Linked DNA regions of Gossypium arboreum: region 1 is linked to region 2. The links are chromatin contacts, called in public Hi-C maps. All regions are on one chromosome and are shown on one strand. Each heading gives the region's core, a stretch centred on a gene start, on an enhancer-like site or on the middle of the called end of the contact. The rest is flanking DNA. Distances are from core to core; before and after follow the strand shown. Region 1 holds the start of LOC108478780 (receptor-like protein kinase FERONIA). Region 2 has its middle 7.5 kb from the start of LOC108483608.

What was found. A called contact is a pair of places that touch in the nucleus more often than the background predicts.
Region 1: a Hi-C map of leaf shows a contact between it and region 2, with 2.1 times the contacts expected there. The contact joins the promoter of LOC108478780 here to the enhancer-like site in region 2.

What each region holds. Positions count from the first base shown.
Region 1 is chr7:93,371,930-93,378,261 of ASM2569848v2, forward strand. LOC108478780 (receptor-like protein kinase FERONIA) reads right to left here and starts at 1,316. Exons shown (of 1, transcript XM_053030586.1): 1 at 1-1,316. The coding sequence starts at 1,316.
Region 2 is chr7:92,891,692-92,898,654 of ASM2569848v2, forward strand. No RefSeq gene overlaps it. Among protein-coding and RNA genes, the nearest start is that of LOC108483608, 7.5 kb to the left of the region's middle. Within about 2 kb of position 2,965, at least 1 of the 2 cell types and tissues checked has an H3K27ac peak or open chromatin away from gene starts, as enhancers often do. A contact at or near this core is called in leaf, where this site is marked.

The DNA of each region.
Region 1 (6,332 bases), core at 66-2,565, 480 kb after region 2:
TCCATGTAGCCAAAAGTGCCCTTCACCACGGTTCTAATTGGATCATTTGTCATGCTAATTGGACTCATTTTAGACAAGCCAAAATCAGAGACTTTAGCCACATATTCCTCATCCAGCAAAATGTTAGTGCTCTTAACGTCCCGATGAATGACTCTATGAACTGCTCCTGAATGAAGGTAATCTAATCCACGGGCTGCAACAATACAAATTTCCAATCTCTGTTTCCAGGTGAGAGGAGCTTTTTCAGTGTTATAGAGATGATCACGAAGAGTTCCGTTGCTCATATACTCATAGACAAGAATCTTTTCATTGTTATCGTTGCAATAGCCGATCAGAGAGACGAGATTAACATATCGAAGCTGAGAAAGTAGTTGGATTTCTGTCCAAAACTCTCGAGCTCCTTGCTGGGACTTTGACTTTAATCGCTTGATTGCCACTTTATATTTTATTCCCTTGATGAAGCCCTTGTAGACATTACCGAATCCTCCGCTTCCTATGACGAAAGCATCGTCGAAATTGTTGGTTGCTGCTCGGATTTCGGCCAATGTAAAACACTTGCATAGTTGGTCTGGCAATGGCGAAGCATTTCTTCTTTCCATAGATTTTCTTTTGTAATAAGAACGACGCTTTTTTTGCCAGAAAATCGAGGAAAGTAGAAGGGAAAGTGATACAGTTATTGTGCAGCCTAGGGAAACTCCAATGACGATCTTCATTGACAGCTTTTTGCCCTTCTTTGGTTGCTTGTTCTCTGGTTTTAGTGATGCAAGGCTCGAACTCGGCTCTGGATTTGGCACTGCAAGACTACCTTCTGATTTGTTGAGTCTAAAAATCTCTAAACCGTTTAGAATTACATCAACAAAGTTCGAACCAACCTCTTCGCTAGGGTGTAATGCTAGCCATAGAGTTTGCTTACTTGAACCTTCACTTGGAGTCAACAAAACGTAATCTCTATACACCGCAATGCCATTACCGCCACTCCAATAAATCACATCGGCACGACGCTCAGCCGTTTGATTGTTGATGAATATGTCAAAGACTCGTTGACCTGCCCTTGTAACTTCTAATTGAGTCTCGCAGAAATGGAGCCTAAGGAGGTAGATGAAGCCACCATCAATATAGAAGTTCCATGTCAGATTGTAGTTCATATTGATCTTTGGTTCCGGACCCATTGTTCTTGACGTTGTGTAGACAACAGCCGGAGCTGTATATCCCGGGGTTTTTTTGGTGTACTTGATCGTAACATTAAATTGAGAAGGAACATTTCCGGATGCAGCTCCAAAGATATAAGGCGAATCGTCAAGCCACGTTCGAAACATTCCGGTATCATCGACGTCAGTCACGTTTGCTCCGCCAATGTTTAGACGATACACAGCTTCGAAAGCAGTAGCATCAGGAATGTCAAAGGGAACTTTACTATTTACGAAGATAGAGAATCATCTTGGTGTTTTACATACATGTTCTTCGGCATGGAAACAACTTCAATACCGTTTACAAAAGCCCAAGAGTTTGGCGATGGCGAAAAGGTAACACTCTGCTTCTCGGTTTTGAAACATGGCACCATAAACTCTTTACTCAACGAGGCTGGCTGAACATCTACAGCAGTAAGTGTTAAATAGGCACTGAAATTTTTGAGGAGAAGGTGATCGTTGGCTGTAACAGAGAAGAAAGAAGTAGTTGCATCAAAGCCAGAGTATTGGACCGGGTAGAAATAGAAACGTAGAAACTTGAGACCAACTGATACTGGAAAACTGTAAGTGAATTTATCACGAAAAATTCTAGCAGTCATGTAAGGAACTTGAAAAACATATTGATCTTGCCTGGAGGCTGTGGACACAAATGAAGCGCTCTCAGAATTAAAGGTAGAAAATTTGGATCGATCATCAGTGACCCACTTTCGGCCATCTTCTGATACTGTATTTGATGATAAAGGTGCACCACAGTCGAGGAGAATATAATCAGTTGCTGTATAGGCTGGTGAATCTTCACCCATGGCCATAGTATGGAGAATCAACAGGTAGACAATAAAATGGATCATTGCATGGGACTGAATCGATTTCCCTTTTTGGGTACTTGATTTAATGGTTGTAGGAGAACTCTACACTTGTAAGCAATTACAGAGCTGGTGAGGCCAAGAAAATTTGATTAAATTTTTGTTTTGATAGTATTTTTTATATTTATTTTATTGTTTATGTTTACTGTGTTGACTGTAATTTACTTCTTTGATCATTGCATTAATTTAGTTTCAATTTTTATTGTCATAACAATAAATAAATCTATTGACGGAAGACGTCTTATTTGCGAAACTTAAGAAAAGGATAGTCTTTATATTTACTCAAATTATTCTAATTTTGTTAATCATAAATTACTTTTCATATTCATTTTTAAACCATTGAAATTTTGGTCATAGCTCAAAATTTTAACATTGATTTAAAATAGAATTTATTAATTTACAGTTTATAAAGATCAATTATTTTAGATTTCGTAATAGTCTCTTAATAATTTTTACTTGATAATTTTTAAAAGAACAACTATAATGTAATTGACTTTCAAGTTTACGAGTTGAAAATGAACTAGGGACTAAGATTTTGGATAAAAAAATTTCAAATTAAAATTAAGTTATAATTATATCAATAATTCTAATTAGAATTAATCATTTCAAACATTTAGTTAATAACTAATCAGATAAATTAATTTGCCCTTTTATAATAGATATTTTTGTATTGATAGTCAGATTATATTTTGACTTTTTATTAAAAGAATAGGCAAATTAATCTATGTATGTTAGATTAAATAACAAGTCGATCATTCGGTTAAAATTTTTATCTATTTTTATTGTTAAAAATTAGTCATTGTATGTCAATATAAGGTGCATGTATTACGCTACGTGTCTAAATATTTAATCGACATGCAAGTTTTAACAATGCAAATAAATGAAATTTTAACTGAATAAACCAATTTACTCTTTGATATAACATACATTGATTAATTTGTTAATTTTTAAATAAAAAATAAAATATAATCTAACTCTTGATACAAAAATTTCATAATACTTTTACCACCTTTAATTATTTTTAATTTATATCCTTTTGAAAATCTAAGTAAGCAAATTAAGTAAGTACCAATTATCTTTTATCATCGAAAATCTTATCAGTTTATTTTTAGATGCGATGATGTCTTTATAGAAAAAATTGTTAAATAGAATATTATAAATTTCGTGTTTCACTTTAGATACCTTTAATTTCTTAAAATAACTAATCCATTTCACCTTTATTCCATTTTAACTAATCACGCGTGGAAGGTCTAGTTGAACAAAGTAAAATTGACCTATTACCATTTTAACTAACCAGGAATACCCTTTTGTTTCCCAAATATGACGCGTGGAATGTCTACTTTAACAAAGTAAATTGACCTATTAAAAGTGGAATTAGGGTTCTCGAAACTTTTTTTTGGGGGTTAAATAGACTTTTTATTTTTTAAAATAAAAATGAAGTCGTCATTCATCTTTTTTATTTAAATGTGATCGGGTTACATAGAAATTCGATCATTTTAATAAAAAGGTTAAATTTATTAAAACAATAATTTTTGGTCTACAAACTCGGGAAATGGGTTCGGAAGTCGGTTACACATGAGAAAGAATTAACACCCTTATAACGCCTAAAATTGATACCTAGTTAATTACTTTATGTCTTAACATCGAGACTTGTGAATTTGAAGAAAATTTATAGTACGATCCCTTTTCTTCTTTTTTTGCATGATGTTATTTGATTAAAATATCGCTAATTAAATCAAATTTTATGAAAAATGTCTTCGTATTTTGAGTTAATCGAGAAGAAAATGACGCCTTGTAAATTAAGGAACGATGTCTCGAATCCCTGAAAATAAGAAATTAAATCAAATTTTATGGTATCTTCATATTTTGAGTTAATTGGGAAGAGAATCATGTCTCGTAAGTTAGGGTATGATGTCTCGAATCCCTGAAAATAAGAATGCTCATTTTTTAATTATTGCCCAAATCTTATATATTTTTAATTATTATTTCATCAAAAAAAAAAGAGAGAGAGAAGGGACGTTCAATTATTTTGGTTCGATGAGAAAACTGTATCCTATAAGTTAGGGACACAATTTCTCGAATCCTCAAAATAAAAAATATCGCCTTAGTCTTTATTTTTTTTTATGCGCTTATGCCAAAAAAAATATATGTGGCAATTATCTACAATATACGATAATGGAAAAATTATGGTAAAATGACATAAATAATAAAACAAATGACAATAATATAATGAGTATAGATGAAAAACAATAAAATATTCAATTAATAATATTATCTAATAATACTAATAATGAAATAATATAAAAATGCATGATAATAATAGAATTACATTCATAAAATATTGGTTCTTTGAGCGAATTTTAACAAAATTAATATCAATTAACCACAATAATTACTTAATAATGTTAGTAATAAAAATAAGGACCAAAATAAAATAATCAAAAAATTAGACGATAAAAAATGAAAAAAAAAGAAGTAAATATATGGACTGTAACACCCTAGACCCGGTCTAGATGTCCAGACCAAGTTTGAAAGGTTACAATACCCGTACTAAAATACATACTAGCATAACACAAACAAATGAAAATATTCTTATGTAACATTCAAAACAACAAATAAAAGGAAACTTATAGTCTTCACAAATTTCATAAAGTGCAAATCCCTAATGGTAATACTTAAAATAATAGATAGAAGGTTGACTGAGCTTCCGCAACACCAACCCAATCAAGGATGAGGATCACCTGAAAGCCAACCAAAAACAAAATGAGTGGTGAACTCAGTGTGTAATCGTAGTCAAATTAATCAGTTCGTATTCATTTGTAAAGCAGTAATACTCAGAGATTCGGTTCGGTACAGATCTCCTTTTACATTTCAGGTTCGGAATAAAGCAGTTGTACACAGATAAATTTGTGTATATATATATGCCATTTCATATTTTTATCATAGATCAGATTCAGATGCAGATATCCCTAAACCTCATCCACTACACACCATCTTCAACCATCCCAACACACCATTAAGGACATTCCCATCCATCTCTATACATTGCGAAGTATCTATTTGACACATATTCAGTAACACAACTTAGCTGCTAGGTCATATTGCGTCAAAGAGCCAAATTCAAACTGTTTACATAGTGGCTTGACCACGGTTTAGTACAGATTACTTCTTTCTTCACAACATCCCAGCCCATGCATATGCAGAGTACAAACATTCATAGTGCACTTACAGTTATAAAATTTATGTGCCAATACAACGTGTAACAGGTCATTTTTGCCCGGGCCCAAACCAAAAAAAAAAATAAATACAAAAATAAATAAAATTTCCAAAATAATTAAACAGTCCAGCCTAAAAATTACAGATGCCAAAAAAATTTATTATAAACCCAAATACAAAAGAGGCCTATTGGCCCAAAAAGCTAAACTAATTCAGAAAAAAAACCTAAACCCTAACACCTAGCCGTGCCATCGCTCCACGTGTCGCGTCAGCGCGCCCATCGCCCGAGGACTGCCTCTCTTGCACTAGAATGGCAAAGCACGACTCTATTGACCTCACCAAGGCCTGTAAAAAAGAACAAAGAAAGAAAAACAAAGTAAGAAAGGTAGAAATAGTAGAGAAACAGTAGTAAACAGTAGCAAAAAAAAATATATACATTCAGCTATAAAAGCCCTAATCGATGTAATATTTTGAACAAGAAAAAAAGCAATCAAAAACAGAGAAATAGAGATGAAAAAAAATCAAAAGAGAAAGAAATATTAAAAAAATATAGTTTCTTACATAGGTATATTTTCATTTTTTTCGTCGCATGTTTATTTCGAATATAGCATACATACATATATATTCAAAAATACAAAATTGTTTACCTTTCTTGTGATCGGAGAAGACAAAACTGAATAGTTCCTTTGACTTTTTTTTTTTTGGAAGGCTTTTGGGCATTTTGATCTCAGATTGGGGTCGGGTAGCAAAATGATCAAAAATGCCTTTTTATTGTATTCTCCGGCCACATTCGAAGGTGGCGCCGTCATCGGTGATCGGCGGTTGTCACGATGGCCTAATGGTCGAAAATCGGAGAGGCCAGAGAGAAATCAGAGCTTCTCAATTTTTTTTAAAAAAACTAAATAGAATGAGATTTAAAAAAAAATTGACTTTTATAGGCCATGTAAAATGACGCCATTTAAGGCTAATTCCAGTAGCCTCAAAACGGCACCGTTTTGGCCTTGACCTGCGTCCCACTCGATCTGCCCCTTAAGATCCGCTTGTTTTTGCTGGAGGGGATATTTGC
Region 2 (6,963 bases), core at 1,715-4,214:
TTGGCTTCATTGTTTTTGTATTATTATCATTATATTTTTTTAATCATTTTTAGAATATGTGTTGCTAAAAAAAAATTGAAATTTTTTTATTTTTATGTTTATTGCTTCTAATCATATTTTTTTTGACATAATGTCTAGAACTATCCATAGTTCCTCCCCAACCCATAAATAGGAGGATAATGCGCTTCAACGCACTTAAACCCACATCCTCCTACACTAACAACAATAGTTATACCAATTAAATTAAGATTCAATTGGCCTTTTCAAACTATTTATATATTATTAATGTATTATTTTAATTTTATTGAATTATTGATTTAATGTTTAAAATTCAAAGTTTAATCTATTTGAATAATTTTTTTACAAATTTATCTTTTAAAAAAACTCAAAATTTTTCAGCTCTCTTAAAGGATTTTGATATGGAACTATTAAGTTCATGATGAAGGAAAAGAATTGTCATCAACATATGATTAATTTTTAACTTGTTTCTTTGATTAATTATGGTAACAAAGACTTGAAGTGGTGATTGTAAGTCATAACTATATCTTAATTGAAATTGATTATGAGTAGTTTATGCATGGTTGGCTTGATTGAAGGAAAATTAAGCCCAACCTAGGTACAATTAATTAATGTAGGGATAATATATTATTTAATATTTGAGTTCAGTTTTAATGTTTAATTTTGTATTTAATTTTTTTTATCTCAATTTGGTACTTGAGTTTGGTTTTAATGTTCACTTTGGTATTTAGGTTTTTTCAATTTGATACTTGAGTTTTTTTGTCCCAATTAAGTAGCAAAGTTTAGCTTAAATCAGGGGTGAAGCTAGAAAATTTGGAGGGGAAGCAAAATTAAGTTGTATATTTTATAAGAGCTAAAATGTAATATTACTATTTTAATAGCTTATATCTTTATAATTTTTAAAACATGGGGAGGAATTAAGTTGTATATTAATTATAAAAGCTAAAATGTAAATTTACTATTTTAATAATTTATATCTTTATAATGTTTTAAAGGATCAAATAAAATTTATGATTTTTGCTTCAATGTTCAATTTGTTATCGAGTTTTTTTTCTCAATCAAGCCATTTAGTTTGAGTACAAAATTAAACATTGAAAGCAAACTTAGATATCAGATTGTAAAAAATAAAAATAAAGAAAAGAAAAAATAAACTTGGATAACAAATTAAAAATTAAAACCAATAGCAGTTGCCAAGGACGTTTGAAAGTTCTTTGTGCGAGAAGAATATCGGGCCTAGTTTTTCTCAAGAAACCTCTTGGAGTGGATAAATGTGAACTTGGGGAATTGTGAGTGGATAGAGAGGAACGGGGTTCCTTGACCTACTCTTTTTAGTCTCCTAGTACGATGCACATGGAAGAATAAAAACCTTTTTATTTTTCAAGGCATATCGTAAAGCTATATAAAAATTATCAAGACATCCGTTTGTTGAGGGACACAATACAACATTACACATGGATGGGATCAAAGTAAAGCAAATTTTGATTATGGATAGTTTCTATGAATGGGATCAAAAGTAGAGTGCAAATTTTGATTATAGATAGTTCCTAAGGAGTTATTGGAATAATAGGGCAGCTACATGATAGTGTTAGGAAATTAGGTTAGTTAGGTTTTATTCACACACAAAAAAAAAAACTCAAACTTAAATATGAAATGGTATATTAACTCATTAATCTATTGAATTTTGTGTCCATCATAACAATTTATAGCTCTCACATGTGACTCAACAACATGGCTCTTTTTGTCCAACCCATAATCATCTTTAAAGAACAAAAATATCATGACCCATTTTTGCAAAATATATTTAGATGAACAGTAAACTTAAAATTAATGAAAATAATAATATGCTTTGAATGAATAGAAAATTCGATTAATAATTTATAAAATATTTAATTAACGAGTTTATAATTGAATTTTGATAATAAAATCGAAAAAAATTCCATTTTTATAATGATTTCTTAAATATCTTTGGTTGACAAATTGTGTTTGAAGCATAATCAAGTGCATGTATGGTTTAGGGTTTTTCATTTGATTGAACTTACTAACCATCATATTACTTTTCCTAAAGAATGTGTTGATTTGATGTATTATCATTTTACATTCATTAATGAGTTGGAAAGTAGATATAAAAGCCAATATAGTTGAAAAATTCGTTTAAATGATTTAATTATATAATTTTATAAGTTAATTTTAAAATAAACCCGAAGAGATTTGAATAGATTAAAACATCAATCTATTAAAAATATTTTTTAATTGAAATTTCATTTTAATACTTGAAAAGACTTCAATATAATTTAAAAATTATATACTAATTTAAAAATCATAATTATAATCCATATTAAATAGATTTAAAATGTGAATCTTAATTCGTTGATATTATTATTGCAACAAAATGAAAAAGTGAGTTCAAACATATTTAAATGTGTCATATTGTCTGTTTTAGGAATTGAATGGCTTATATTGTATAATAAAAATCTTAAAACTCAAACTATTTAAAAATATATATAATATGAAAATATTATTTCATATTTATATTTATACTTTTCATAAATTAATTAGAATTTCTTTTGAAATTATAAATAAGTGAGAAATACAATCACGATTTCAAATATAAATAATATATATTCAAATAATTATAATTAGAATTAACCATTACAAAGAACGATAAGAATGATAACTGAAATATATCTATACTTATATCAGAATAAATATAAATAAAACTCACAATAATCAGATTTAAGTGAAAATAAAATCTTAAACATAACCAACTTGAAAACTTATAAAATAGAAACTTGTTCAAATTAAAAAGTCATCATATCCAAACTCAAATTAATTTAAATCAAATTTATCCAACAGATTAAATAACCAGACACCAGAATAAGTGTAACAATGCGAGTTCGATTTTCTACTCCGTCACTCAAAATAGCTAAAGTGGGCTATCCTCAGGGTAAGGCTTTTGAACCCAAAATGCCAAGGCCAAGGTTTTGGGCTTGCAAAACTGAAGTGAATTTTTTTCATTTTTGGGCTCTTGTTGGATTTTTTGTTTTGACTTGAAACTCTCGTATTCGATATCTTCAGATATTAGTATGATAAGAGATCTTCTAAACAAATGGAAAAACTTTAAGATTATCTTATTTGATACATGTTTATATTTGACACTTTTAAAAAAAAAATTGAAGGGTAATTGAACTTAGGGTGTTTAAATGATCATTTCGATTAATATTTAATCAAACTATTATTAATCGAATTAATGAAAATATTAAAACTCTTAATCATTATCGAACCGATATTTTTTTAAATTCATTAACCAAACTGAATTTAGTACATGTTTATTTTTCTTTTAGTTCAAACCAATTTAAATGTTTGTTTTTTAGTTCAAAGAAGTATAAAAAGAAAAAAATTCACACAATAACAACACTACATTAAAAATATTACATTAAAAACATAATAGCTTAGTGCTTTTGTTAACATTTTATTTTATTTTTATAATATTTTTGGCCAATTATATTACTAGCCATAAGTCCATTTCATTTATATATTGGGATTATATATATTATATTTAACTTATAGATGTATAATGTATATTTTAATTTTATTTAATAGATTAATTTAATTAATTATTCGATTTTGAATTAAATTATCTGATAATTAAAATTTTATAATATACTGATTCCAATTGAATTAATTTTGATGACTAATCAATTAATCGAATTAATTTAATTTTACCTATTAATTCGATTTTAACTAAATCATGCACACCTCTACTTAAACTAATTTGATGCTGGTTGGAAAATAAAATTTATTTTTTAATCTTTTTTATTTCCAAATCGATCTCAAGTTGGTCGTGTTATCCGTACTCCCAAAATTGGACGAGTGTGTGATACAAATACATATCATATTTATATATTTTTTAAATTATTTTGTATGATTAAAGATTATTTTATTATCATTTAAATATGTGTATAGACAACATTGAGGACCCTAATCTTTTACTTTTTAACATTTCAATTATTCTATTTGAGACAATAATGCAAAATTATTTTGCTAAGAACAAATTATTAGTACTAAAGATAGGTATAATGACTTTTTTTGGCCCTCCAATTTTACAAGAAAGTCATTCTAGCCCTTAATTTAATTATTTGTCTCTTTTAGCCTTTAAACTTGTACTTTTTTTGTCAAATTACCTCAAAATAGATGAAAAAAATTAATATTTGTTAACTTTGTTGACATAGCATACACATGGTTTGCCACGTGGGTGATATGTCAACATTTAATTATTTTTTTAAATTTAAAAAATATTAAAAATATTTTTTTTATAAATTTTTAAATAATTTTAATAATTTTTAATTTTTAAAAATAAATTAAATGCCGATGTGTCATCCACATGTATGTCATGTAACACCCTTTACTCGAGGGAACTTGAGCAAATAATGTTATATTGAACATTGAACATACATTTACGATTTCAAACACTTTTAAATTGATCTTTTAACTGTGAATTCAATATCTTTGTACACTTTTAAGAACATAATTAGACTATTAATAAAGGTTAATTTTAATCAAAGGCTTGGAATCAAGCTTTCTTCTTCATCTTCTACTCTTTGGCTATCTCTTTGCCTTTGTCCTCAACTTGTTGATCACTTCTTTTCTCTTTTTCTTCGTTTCCATATCAAAGCATTCAAGATTTACTTATCAAATTATAATCAAATAACATATTTATATTCTTTAAACAAAACTAACATGAAATTCATGAAAAACTTATTTTACTTAACTTCTTATGATCAAACCCTAATTCTTATTTTCTCTCTCCTCCAAGACAACTATGGATGTACTTTTCATGAAACTAAAATAGTTATTGTCTTTCTCTATTAATTTCACTAAATTTCATATAAAAAAAATTGGAGGAATTAAGTTTGGAAGGCTTAGAAATAGTGGAAAAGACTAAAATGAAAGAAATGAAAAGTTTGTATTTTTCTTCTCTATGGTAGACGGTTCTAGTATGATGAAGTTAATTTTTTCTCTGTTTTTTTTCATCTTGTATTTTACCTACTTAACAATTAACCAAAAATAAAATGATTCTGAATTATTCTAACCAATCAATATTTTCCGCAATTTAATTCTTAATCATTAGTCATACCATAATTATATAATTTAAATATTGACCATTTAGTCTCTCAACTTTCTCTACAATGCCATTCATGAGTCATACTTCCTTTTGGTAAAATTTCACCTATAATCTCTCCTCCTTTTTCCTTCAATTCAATCTAATCATTCTATCTCCTACTTTTCTCACTTTTGCCCCAATACTTTTCACTCTCTTACAATTTAGTCAATACCCCGAATTATTTCTCACAACATACGGGCCTTTTTAATTACCTTCAATATCTATGTCACCCTCTACTAACACTGGTAATTTCTATTTTATAACATTCTCAAATTCTAACATATTTACTCTCAATTTAACACTATTCCTAGTTCAGGAGTATTGAGGATGTTACATGCCACATCAATAAAGTAAAATAAATGTTAAATTTTCCATCAATTTTGGAGTAATTTAAAAAAAAAAGTTTAAAGGCTAAATAAGGTAAAAAATTAAATGGAGAGCTAAAATGACTTTTTTTTTATAAAGTTAGAGGGCCAAATAAGTTATTATACCTTAAAGATAAGAGGCACATTGCATTTTTAAGGAGAGAATTTTAAGTTAAAACTTTCGAGATGGCATTATTAGAAAGTGCATCTATGAACCCAAAATAATTAATCTTCATGGACTATAAAATGGACAAAAAAGATATCTTAGTTCTAGAAAATAGGGAAAAAAAATAAAAAGTGAAAATGGTGAGAGAGTTTTATTTTAGTTTTATAGGTGGGAAATATGTTAGAAACATTCCAAAATTATAAGCAATGAATTTACTATGTATAAAATAAAAAGATTATGGGACACCTTGAAAATGGAAAATTATTGCTTTAATCCTTCAAAATTTATGAAATCTTAAGTTAATATACGGTAAAATTATAGTTTACTTTCTAAAAAAAATGTTAAAATTTTGATTTACTCCTTTTAAAAACCATAAAGATATAAGCCAATACAAGAGTAAAGTTGCATTTTAACTCATAAAAATATATAAATTAATCTTAACTTCCCCAAAAGAGAATTTTTTGGCTTCACTCTTCACCCAAGATGTGGGTAAAAATATTATGTAACAAATTTATAAAATGTTAAAATAAAAATAAAAATAAAATGTGGTTTTAGTTGAAATAATATATTGAATTTATAAAGATAATGAGGTGACATTAAAATAATAATAATGAAGTCTAAGTTCATATTTTATTATACAAATATATTTTTCTATATAAAAATATAAAAGGATAATAATGACCTTAAAATAATATTAAAGTAAATAAAAATAAAGAATTTTAGTAATTTCAGCTCACATAGTAAATAACACAATCTTAAAAAACACTTAAAATAAGTATATATATATACACATAACATGCAGGATATGATTACATGAAATAAACATTATAAATGAAAGATACCTTACCATGTTAGAAACTTCCCCAAAAGTGTAAGCGGTCAATTTACTATGTTCGGAGACTCTCAAATGATATATATATATATATATATATAAAATATCTGTACAATTAATACAACTAATATTTTACGACTCTATTGTCATAATATTAAATTAATTTGATGAAAATTGAAATTTTTAAGTTTGAATTTGTTTCATTGAAAATAATTTTCAAAAATATTTTTACATTTTCCGCTTATTTCATGAAAAACAGTTTGGTCAACTAATAAAAGAATTCTTTTATGATGATTTTAATTTTATATAAAAATTAACTTAAGTCAAACTAAATATTATTATAGTAATAATAAATTTTAAAATAATAATTTTAAAAATATTCTTCATATATTATTGAAAAAATTCAATATTAATATTTTAA